Linked DNA regions of Mus musculus: region 2 is linked to region 1. Evidence: chromatin contacts called from public Hi-C data. All regions are on one chromosome and are shown on one strand. Each heading gives the region's core, a stretch centred on a gene start, on an enhancer-like site or on the middle of the called end of the contact. The rest is flanking DNA. Distances are from core to core; before and after follow the strand shown.

The links. A called contact is a pair of places that touch in the nucleus more often than the background predicts.
Region 2: a contact with region 1 is called in a Hi-C map of forebrain, with 5 times the contacts expected there. The contact joins two enhancer-like sites. A contact is called at or near these places in 2 of 484 Hi-C or Micro-C datasets (forebrain and ventricular fibroblasts).

The regions. Positions count from the first base shown.
Region 1 is chr2:7,232,268-7,237,104 of GRCm38.p6, forward strand. It overlaps a transcript of Celf2 not described here. Among named protein-coding and RNA genes, the nearest start is that of 5031426D15Rik, 310 kb to the left of the region's middle. Within about 2 kb of position 2,549, at least 21 of the 459 cell types and tissues checked have an H3K27ac peak or open chromatin away from gene starts, as enhancers often do. A contact at or near this core is called in forebrain, where this site is marked.
Region 2 is chr2:7,529,503-7,534,339 of GRCm38.p6, forward strand. No RefSeq gene overlaps it. Among named protein-coding and RNA genes, the nearest start is that of 5031426D15Rik, 600 kb to the left of the region's middle. Within about 2 kb of position 1,884, at least 16 of the 459 cell types and tissues checked have an H3K27ac peak or open chromatin away from gene starts, as enhancers often do. A contact at or near this core is called in forebrain, where this site is marked.

The DNA of each region.
Region 1 (4,837 bases), core at 1,299-3,798:
CCTAGACAGGAAGACATGGTGTCATAGGGGCTTCATATCTTCTGTTAACATGTAAATCCACAGTAGGTGGGTAAGCTTTTTCTAGCTTTTTTATATACAAGGCATGATACAAGTGAGAATTTAAGTATAGTAAGCCATACAATTTTATACAATATTTATAAAGACTGAGACATCTATGTATGCACTAATAATGAATAAGGTATAAGGTATATTTTGAGTAAAAAAAATCAAAACCAGGTACTGAAAAATATGTATCTTATAGTGATATTGGTGTGTGTGTGTGTTGTATACTTGTATGTCATTATTATTTTAGAAGACTGTCTTATAGCCTTGATAATAATGACTGCCTCTAGGGTTGGGACAGAAATGGAGAGACTAGGTCAAAAGGTTAGGAAAAATGGCTATTTTCTACCTGTTGAGTTTTATATTAGTGTTTTGTATTATCTAGAAAAGGAACAGAGTAATTTCTCAAGGAGAGCAGAGAAAACACACATGCATATAAGGAGTTTTTTCCAAGAGAGTTCATGCTCACTACCAATTGTCCCAGAGTTCTGAAAGATGACATGTGGAAGCTCATTGACGAGCCTTATCATGTGGTCAAATGACAGGACATTGTATTCTTTCTCACCTTTCCTGCTAAGTCAAGGTTATCTTTAAGACATCATAACTTCATTCTTTCAGAAGATGTTAAAAATGGAATTGTGCTCACATAATCTACAAGGTGAAGCTTCTAGATATCTTTGGCTGTGAACAGCACCAGAACTGCTGGAGGAGTCAGGTAGAAGCCACTTAAAAGGGAGTAGAGGGATATAAAACCCATTTTATCCTCTACCTGTCAGCATCCATATTGACATCTCTAGGTAGGGAAAAGGTACCATGTCCTTTGCTCCATATGGCAGAAATTTTGGTTCATATTAGTCTTGAGTAGAGTCTAAAATATTAATTTCTTTAATTTTTGTTTAGCTTTGAGAATGAAGCCTGCCTAAACATCTGTGGCACCTGAGAGCAAAGATAGGAGCCTGGGGAAGGAAGCCTTGCTGGGACAAAAACAACAAACAGGAAGGCTACTTGTATGGGAAGCACGGTTGGTGCAAAGCATCTCACCGTAATCCCTGCGGCTTCTCATGACAACACCAGCAAATATGTTTTGTCAGTATCTTTCCATGCTTCAAGTAAACTGCGATTCTAAAATGTGCAGCACAGCCTTTCACTCCTAGGAAGGGATGCAGGTCCCCACCCACTGCTTCTCACTTACACTGCATCAGAGGTTTGGCCAGAATTTAGAAATTTTGCTCAACACTCTCCCCATTTTTCATTATTCTATGTTACAGACTAGTACTCTCCCACTAGTGGAAGAATTCCACCTGTGCCATACTGAAAACCTTGAGGAGGGCCTGAAAGTTAAATGTGGATATTCTTCCAAAAAGGAAAAGGATGGGGAGTGAGTCACCAACATCTCTGCTTACATCCCCGAATCCTACAGTTCCAAATTTTCTTCAAAACATATTTTCCTGCCAGTGTTTTAACATCTTAAGTATATGTAAGTATATTGTGATGCTTTAAGCTATTTACCATCAGAATGGCTGGTGCTGGCATCAATGCTATTTTTCCTTGCTTTTGGAGAGCTTCTAGAATTTTTTAAGGGAACATTTCTAAGTGCCATGGCCTCTGGTAACAGCTTTGAGGTAAGATTTTGGGAACAGGGATGGCAAAAGTCCTAGTGTGCTTTCTGTTGCTGTGATAAACACCATGACTAAAAGCATCTTGGGGATAAAAGGGTATATTTCAGCATCTATTTCCCAGTTGTCACAGTCCATTATAGAGGGAAGTCTAAGCAAGAAGTCAAGGCAAGAAGCTAGAGGCAGGAACTGGAGCAGAGGGCTCTAAGGAACATTCCTTACCTAATTGTTTCTCACAGCGTGCCAGGATTGCATTTTTATCATGCCCAAGCCCATGAAAGGCACTGCCCACAGTAGGCTGGACCTCCTCAAATCAATTATTAAGTCAGAAGAAAATACCCTCAAGGATCTTGTCTACAGCCAAATATGATGAAGGTGTTTTCTCAATGTAGGCTCCATCTTCCAACCTGACTCTCTATTTGTGTTCGTCTGACACAGAACTAACCAGCACAATGAATGAGTCCTGAGCCCTTTGAGTCACTTCTGTATATAAAGACCACCAGGTCCAAAGGACAATTTCAAAATGCAATCACATGTTGTGATGAGTGTTTTCTTTAGCTATCATCCTGCTTGCTCAAGCTCACCAAGAGTTTGGCTCTGTTTCTAATGAGAAAAGGTGTCTGTGCTAATTTAAAGTCTTCCGTTTAGAAAAAAAAAAAAAAGTTCCAAATGTCAGGCTGAACCTGAAAGTGATTACTCATAGGAATAAAACATGATGAGTAGGTATTTGAATGGATGTTCACAGCTGTTTTCTCTCTCTTTCTAAAAGACATTCAGTGAGAAAAGTTCAATGCGGTACCACGGTCGCGAGTCGTAGGGTGTCTAACGTTGGCAGTTCCAAATTAGAGCTCCCCTGGCAACTGTCACTCTGTGACATCACATTTTATCTAATGAGGCACAAAAATGTACACTTTGTGAACTCCACAGCTCCTTCACAAGTGCAGAGAATGAGAGGTATGGGGAAAGTGGGAGCCATCTGTTTGAAATCTTAGTTAGAATTTTCACCTTTGCCTGGTCTACCTGCAGTTATATTTTCTGCAGTTTCATAGTCAATAATTCTAAGGTGTTGAATTTGCTGTAACCACTAGCAGATATTAGTTAATTCACCCCCCATGCCATCTAGCCCATCCTTGTTAATCTGTCACCTAACCCATAAGACCTTCTGATGTTATTAACAGGTTCCACACTTGCCCTTGTTCAAATTTGACTTCTTAATGAAGCCCTACTTTAATTACTACAGAAGATCTGGTTTTGACTAGTCACTTGAGTCCTGTCACTATAATGAGGAAAGGGGCTCCACGTGTTTGGCTTCTGACTCTTTACAGTTAGGGGACCAGTCACCATTGCTTAGAGACCCTAGTATGCGTCAATCAAGATGGTGGGTATATCAGGGTTATTTTCTACCCAGATGGCATACTACTTCTGGTCTAATATCTAACATAATGAAAGAAAAAAAAAAAGACCAAGTTGGTGAAGACTGAGGATGCTGGGACTGTCTTTGCAATTGCTCAGTGTGCTTCTGTAAGGCGCTGTGTGTTTGTGGATACACCCTCACACTGAAGATGTGAACTGAACAAGCACAGATTATTCAATTCCTTCCCCCACACAGAATGACACAGATGGACTGATTAAAATCATAGGTCTGTGCTAAAGCAAAATTACTGCATTAGAGGAAGCATTTGGGGAAAGTGGGCGATGGGCTAGGAGAAAAAGAACAAACAAAGGCAGATGGAGTATCTTGGTTGGCATATAATTATTCTGTTATTCCTTTATCATCTAACTTATAAAATGAGAGCACATTGAATAATATAGTAAGTAGGATTCATCAGTAGTGAATAGTCAACTAAAACTCTTTGAGGGATGAAACGACTAATGTTCTTGTTTAACAGTCTTATGGAAGGCAATTTTTCTTCCTCAGTTGTGCTTCCTAATGGCTTGCTTAAGCAAAGACCTGGTGAATGTTAAGGCATCTTTTGCAGTATCCAGATTTCTAAACCATGTACCTTCAATTCATTTTCCAATATGGAGGACATGAGTCTTTCCAACATTCTCCCTGGAAAGCAGTTAACTTCAAACACACACACTGTTCCTTTTATAAGCAAGAATGGCTACTCTTAAAGTATTGCTTAAAGTATCTAAGCAATCCACAGAGAACACAGTTAGAGTAATAACAATGTACAGTTTATGTAGCAGAAGGCATAGAAAGATATTTATCCCAAATGATATAAAGAGAGTGTGAATTAAATTTAAGAAGGTGAAATTTTAAAAAGAGGTCAAAATCAATTGGTAGGTTCTCCTAGGTGTTCCAGATCTAGAGCAATTTAAAGCCCGTGGGACAATTTACTCAATCATGCTGAAGAGAGTTCTCAGTAACAGCAGCGTGGTTTATAAGCGTCAGGTTTCTTCTAAGACATGGGGGAAAACTCTTAGTTTGGAGGTAACTTCAGAGCATAAGAAAATGGATCTGGATAGAGGACACACAAGCCTAACACTGAGAAACATTAGAAACCGAGGCCCAAAGCAGCAACACTGGAGAAATTTAGGACACATCCCACTAGAGTTGAGGATGCAGCATTTAATAGCTTTTCAGGGAAGACCGGGTCCCTGTGTTAGCATCAGTGTTCATTAGCTCAATTGGATTCAAAGTGTCCGCTCTTTCCACATCCTGAAGCTTTGAGATCTTAGGGTTTGAATGTGCCTGTAATTTAGAGTTGTGAAACTTTCTGAACATTCTTTACTCTCTAGCTACACATTTCTGGACTAGTGGCCTGGAAAAGATATGGTCTGCCTAGTCAGACTCCTGTGAGCCAATGCCAGGAAGTGAATAGATATAAATTAATCTGAGATGTCATTTATTTTAACTCAAATTGAAGAGCACACACTTCTGAAATTTGGGGAGGGAGGTTAGTGAGACACACAGAGAATAGACAGGGCAATGTGTGCTTGGCATATGGTAAGCATACCAGTTTCTTTCTCCGACTTCCTTGCTTGTCATGAGAGTATCTTTACCATTAGGATAATGAATTATTTGTTTCTTTAGACACAACAACCTTGAGTTTTCAACTGTGTCATTCAGTTTGGTGCTTTAGAGACATTCAATAAGAGTAGGTTCCCAATTAGTATGGCAAACATTTTGAAGGTAGTAATGAACACACATG
Region 2 (4,837 bases), core at 634-3,133, 300 kb after region 1:
TAAGGATCAGAGAGTTAAGACTATAGGGACAATTACTTAACTAACAGCATACTCAGCTAACATGGAGCCTTGGGTAGGATAGGTGTCTTCCTCAAATGCTGTTCCATTCCCAGCTAGGCATCTGCTTTGGTGGGAGAGCCAGTGGAGGAGAGTTCCCACCTGATGTACAAATGGGGGCAGAGTGGGCAAGGAGGAGGACATGACTTCGATCCTCTGGGCACTGTGAGCTCCTACTGCTCCCGAGAGGGGACTTCCAGCTTTCTTACTTTCCCAATAGTGACTCGCTATTCATGGACAAAAGCATGAGTCAGCATGTCTGTGTCTTGCCAGACGATTTCTGTGTTTATACATCCATATGCTGTAGTGCCTCTCTGTAACTCAGCTCATCTCTCAGCCCTCAGCCACAAGGATCCTGAACAGAGCCCTCCTCCTCTCTCTGCTCCTGAGTACAGATCCATCTTCCTCTGAGAGAGCCACGCAGCTCCAAATACAATTGATTCTAAGAGAAAATTGCCCACCTTTTAGAGTAAATAAAGTTGAGAACGGGGCTGAGCAACTTCATTTCCACTTCCTAGCAGAGCGACTGAAGGCTGAGCTTCCTTCGACTTCAATTGCTCTCCTGAGAAAGTTTTTATTTAGCTTAACAGAAGAAAGCACAGTTTCTAGACCATAGAGGAGGAAAAAAAAAAAAAAAAAAAAAAAAAAGAACATTTCAACTTTGAATTAAAATCTCTCTCTCTCTCTCTCTCTCTCTCTCTCTCTCTCTCTGTCTGTCTTCCTGTTTCTGTCTCTGCCATACTCTTTCCCTGCCTTTCCTTGTATTATTACCAATAGTCAATTATAGCATTATGAACTGTCAACATAATAGATAGAAGTGTGCCATATAAATGACAAGAGAAAAGAATAGGGACAGAACGAAAGGCTCTGAAATATCTCTCTGAAGGCACGTTTGTAAATGACAGAGGAAGCGTTCACAGAGAAGATGGCAGACAAAACCCCAGGACCCTGTGAGGTAAAGACTGCACCTTATTTTCTGTAGAAACTGATGTTTGTGCGCCAGTGAGCAAAGAGGCTAACAAAAAGACACATTGAGTAATGGCCCTCAGATGTCTGTCCTTTGTGTGGCACATGTTGGATGTTACATAAAGCGCTCCTCCCTTTGCCCTCCTACAGGCTTGATATTTCTTTCTTTCTTTTCTTTTCCCTTTTCAAGGATTAAAGGAGACCATCCTACGTGGAGCTGTCAGGCATCAGTCAATGTGGGTTGAAATTAACCACAGAGAGTGACGCCCAACTGGGTTTAATCTGAAGGGAAAACGAAGACACTGTACTCACAAGAAGTTTAAATAATAGCATCTACATTATTTATATCCCCAGGCTTTAATCCAAATAACCAATGGAACAAGAAAAATAAAAAGAATAAAAGGTTGTACACAGTGTTTTGTGCAGTATAGGTGTCTCAAACTAATGAGCCTTCTGGATCCTCGTGCGCTTCTGAATATCACCAGGGGTGATTATAGCTTGCAAAAAAATAGACCAAAAAAAGGCATGCCTTCCTATGTCTTGGGCTGTAATTAAAGCCACAAGCCATCAGAAAGCAAAGAGGCCAGCTGCAGCCTTAAAACCTTTAGCACCCTGGCATTAAAAATAGATTACAGCACAAAATATGTACCCAAAATAATACCAATAAAAAATTTGCACATTTGATTACTATAATTGATTTTTTTCCTTCTAGATATGAATAAATGACCCAGGCTAAATGCCAGTTCCTTGCAAAGAATTTCATTTAAGCTTCACTGAATTGAAAAGGCTCAACCAGACTCAACATTTCCAACTTCCTAGCAAGTAGCAGAAAATCTACCTGACAGTTGCTATGGAAACACGAACAGGAAGAGTGAACCACCAGCCTATAAATCCACAGAGAAACCTTTCTTAATTGGAAGGCCTTTAACCCACACATTTTTCTCATAGCTGCAGAGCTTATTTCTAAAGAGATTATTAAATTCCTCAATTGACTTATGAAGGATGCTTCCCACTATATTACTGTGCTTTGGGTTGCTCATTCTTTATATCTGTTTCCAAAATTACAAAGCAGACCAGGGATAATAAAAGTTAACACAGATGTTTCAACGAAAAATCCATACGATGTTCCGAAAATAACTTCAGAGGCAACTCTGAACACAAAGGAGTCCTGCATGGGTACCAAGATGGGTTGCTGCATTTTGTTTCCAAACCATATGTAAGACACTGAAGGTTTTCAATCCTGCCTGCATCTGCCATGTTACCATAAAAGAAAAATCCTGGTCACACATCGTGATGTTGAAGAAAGCTGCCTGAATTGCAGAAACGAATAAATGAGGTTATGGGATGGGCTACTTTTATACTCACTCCTGACATTTTAGAAAGTTGCTCCTTAGCAGGAATTAGCAAATGCTACTAGCATGTGACTGACCCAAAGAAGAAGCACACAAGTACCACCTAATGTCTCCATGAATTTTAATTGTACTGGCATAGTTTAGTTAATCCATTATGTGATGGAGTTTTTAATATGATATATAGGAGAGGGCAGAGTTATAAGAGAAAACATAGACTATACATACCTGATCAAATCCACACAGGTCCTCCCTGATTTTGTAAGCAGTGTCCCTCCTCCCAGTTCTATTGCTTTCAAGTTGTATCCCGGAGGGGTCCTTAGGTATCTTTATTAATGGCTTTCTTTTCCTGTTGGATTCTCTTCCTAATTACTCCATTTATGTCTTTATTTAGTTTTGTCTCATCACTAGCATTTGTTTCTGCTGTGGTGGTGCTGGAGAGGTGGCTAAGTGGGTAGGCAGGAGCCACCCGCAAGTACAAGGACCCGAGTTCAAATTAGGAAACAACAATGTAGAGATCTGAGCAGAGCAACAAAGAAATCTATAAGTCCCCTGCTCTAGGGTGTGGTCTAGCTTCTCCTGGGGTCTGTTGTCTACCAGTGTAGCTCCAGGCTAAGTGTGAGATGAGTGATAAAGACTAACACTGAAGTCCTCCTTGGACTTCCATTAGTGCAAGGGCACATGCATGTGTATATTCATCACAATTAGAGTGCACACACACACACACACACACACACACACATGACCTCTTCTGGTCTTGAAAATATAATCCAACAAAAGCTATTGATCCCATATTCTATTACTTTTCCCTGATCCCTCTTTCAAGGCTTTCTCCTGTCTGTATCTGTATAAATTTGTTCTTTAGGCCTTTGTTAGTTTATGTCTTTATCTCTTTTCCTGTTCTTGGAAGGTGACTCCCATTCTTGTCCTCACACGTGGGCTCTCTAGGTGCTGACTTCCCATCTGGTGAACACTCCTGTATTCTTTCTTATGTCTTTCCCTGTATACCATAAGACTCATTTCTGGCTTTCCTTTCTCCTCTGTCTACATTATATTTCTGTTATATCTGTTGTAAACTTTCCCCCTTATTTAATGGCTTCCATTAGCCTGTGGTACAGTAATGAGTTACAAATATTTATTGTAACCTAATTTGGAAAAGAGGGACTTAAAAATTATCTACAAGCCTAGAGAGACAGCTGAATGGTTGAGAGCATTGGTTGTTCCTCAGGAGTTCTAGACTGATTTGCAGTACCTACACACAGTGACTCATAGCTACCTCTGACTCCAGTTTTGAGGGACCTGGCACCCTCTTCTAGTCTTTTTGGAAACACACACACACACACACACACACACACACAAATCATAAAAATATATTCACATGCTATTTGAAACTTTAGGAAGAATACTTAGGGTTAAGAATATATCTACCTGTGGAGGCTTGATGCCCCAGAGAAGGGAGATGCTAGAGTGAGGTTAGAGTGAATGGGTTGGTGGGAGAAGCATCCTCTTAGAGTCAAAAGGGAGGGAGAATGGGGTGGGGGGGACATGGTGATGGGACAGGGAAAGGGAGACAGGAAAAGGGGAGGCAACATTTGAAATATAAATAAATATAATAATTAAAAAAAGAACCAGCAAAAGAAAAAAATAGAATACATCCAAGGGGCAGAGAGATGGCTCATTTGTTGGGAGCACTTGTGGCTCTTGCAGAAGTGTGTGGGTCCCCAGTACCTTCATGGTAGCTAACAACCCTCTGTAACTTCAGTACCAGGTGGTCCAATGTCCTTTTCAGGACTTTGCATGTAACAGGCATGCATGGAGTACACTTACATACATGCAGGCAAAATACAAATATTCAGAAGGTAAACATTAACACATCTTTTTAAAATGCACCCGATTCACTATCTCTCCTTACTGGGAAAGGTGGTATGTGTTTGAGACAGCTTATGGACAATCGCCGTGAACATGATCATTCTCTTCTTAAGGACTTCCTCTGCATTTGCCTACTACTTATTCCTTATGCACAGTTGAATCACCAGCTTCATAAAGAAATTCTGCTTATTAACCTTATGAGAGTGTCCAGGACTGTTAGGACATTTTACAGTTCTGTTGGATGACATGGAATTTTCAAGAAATATAATGAGGGTTATTAAAACATTAACAACATTAACAACAAAACTTGGAATTAAGAAAGTCTCATGGAAGGTTTAGGGTAAGTGCATGCTACTATAGGCTCATCAACATAGACAATATTTTCTCAGTATTCATAGTGAAATTGCTTCCTTCTGATAAACATATCTGATGTCTATTTCATTGCTGGAGCTGTGTGTTTAACACCAAAGCTTTCCACTGGTTAATGGACTCAGGTGATTGGCTTAGGATGTGCTCAGAGGCCCTCCATGGCATCTCTACTGTGAGGCAAGGCCAATCATTATTTGGACAAAAAATGTGCTAAAGCTTGCAAGTGA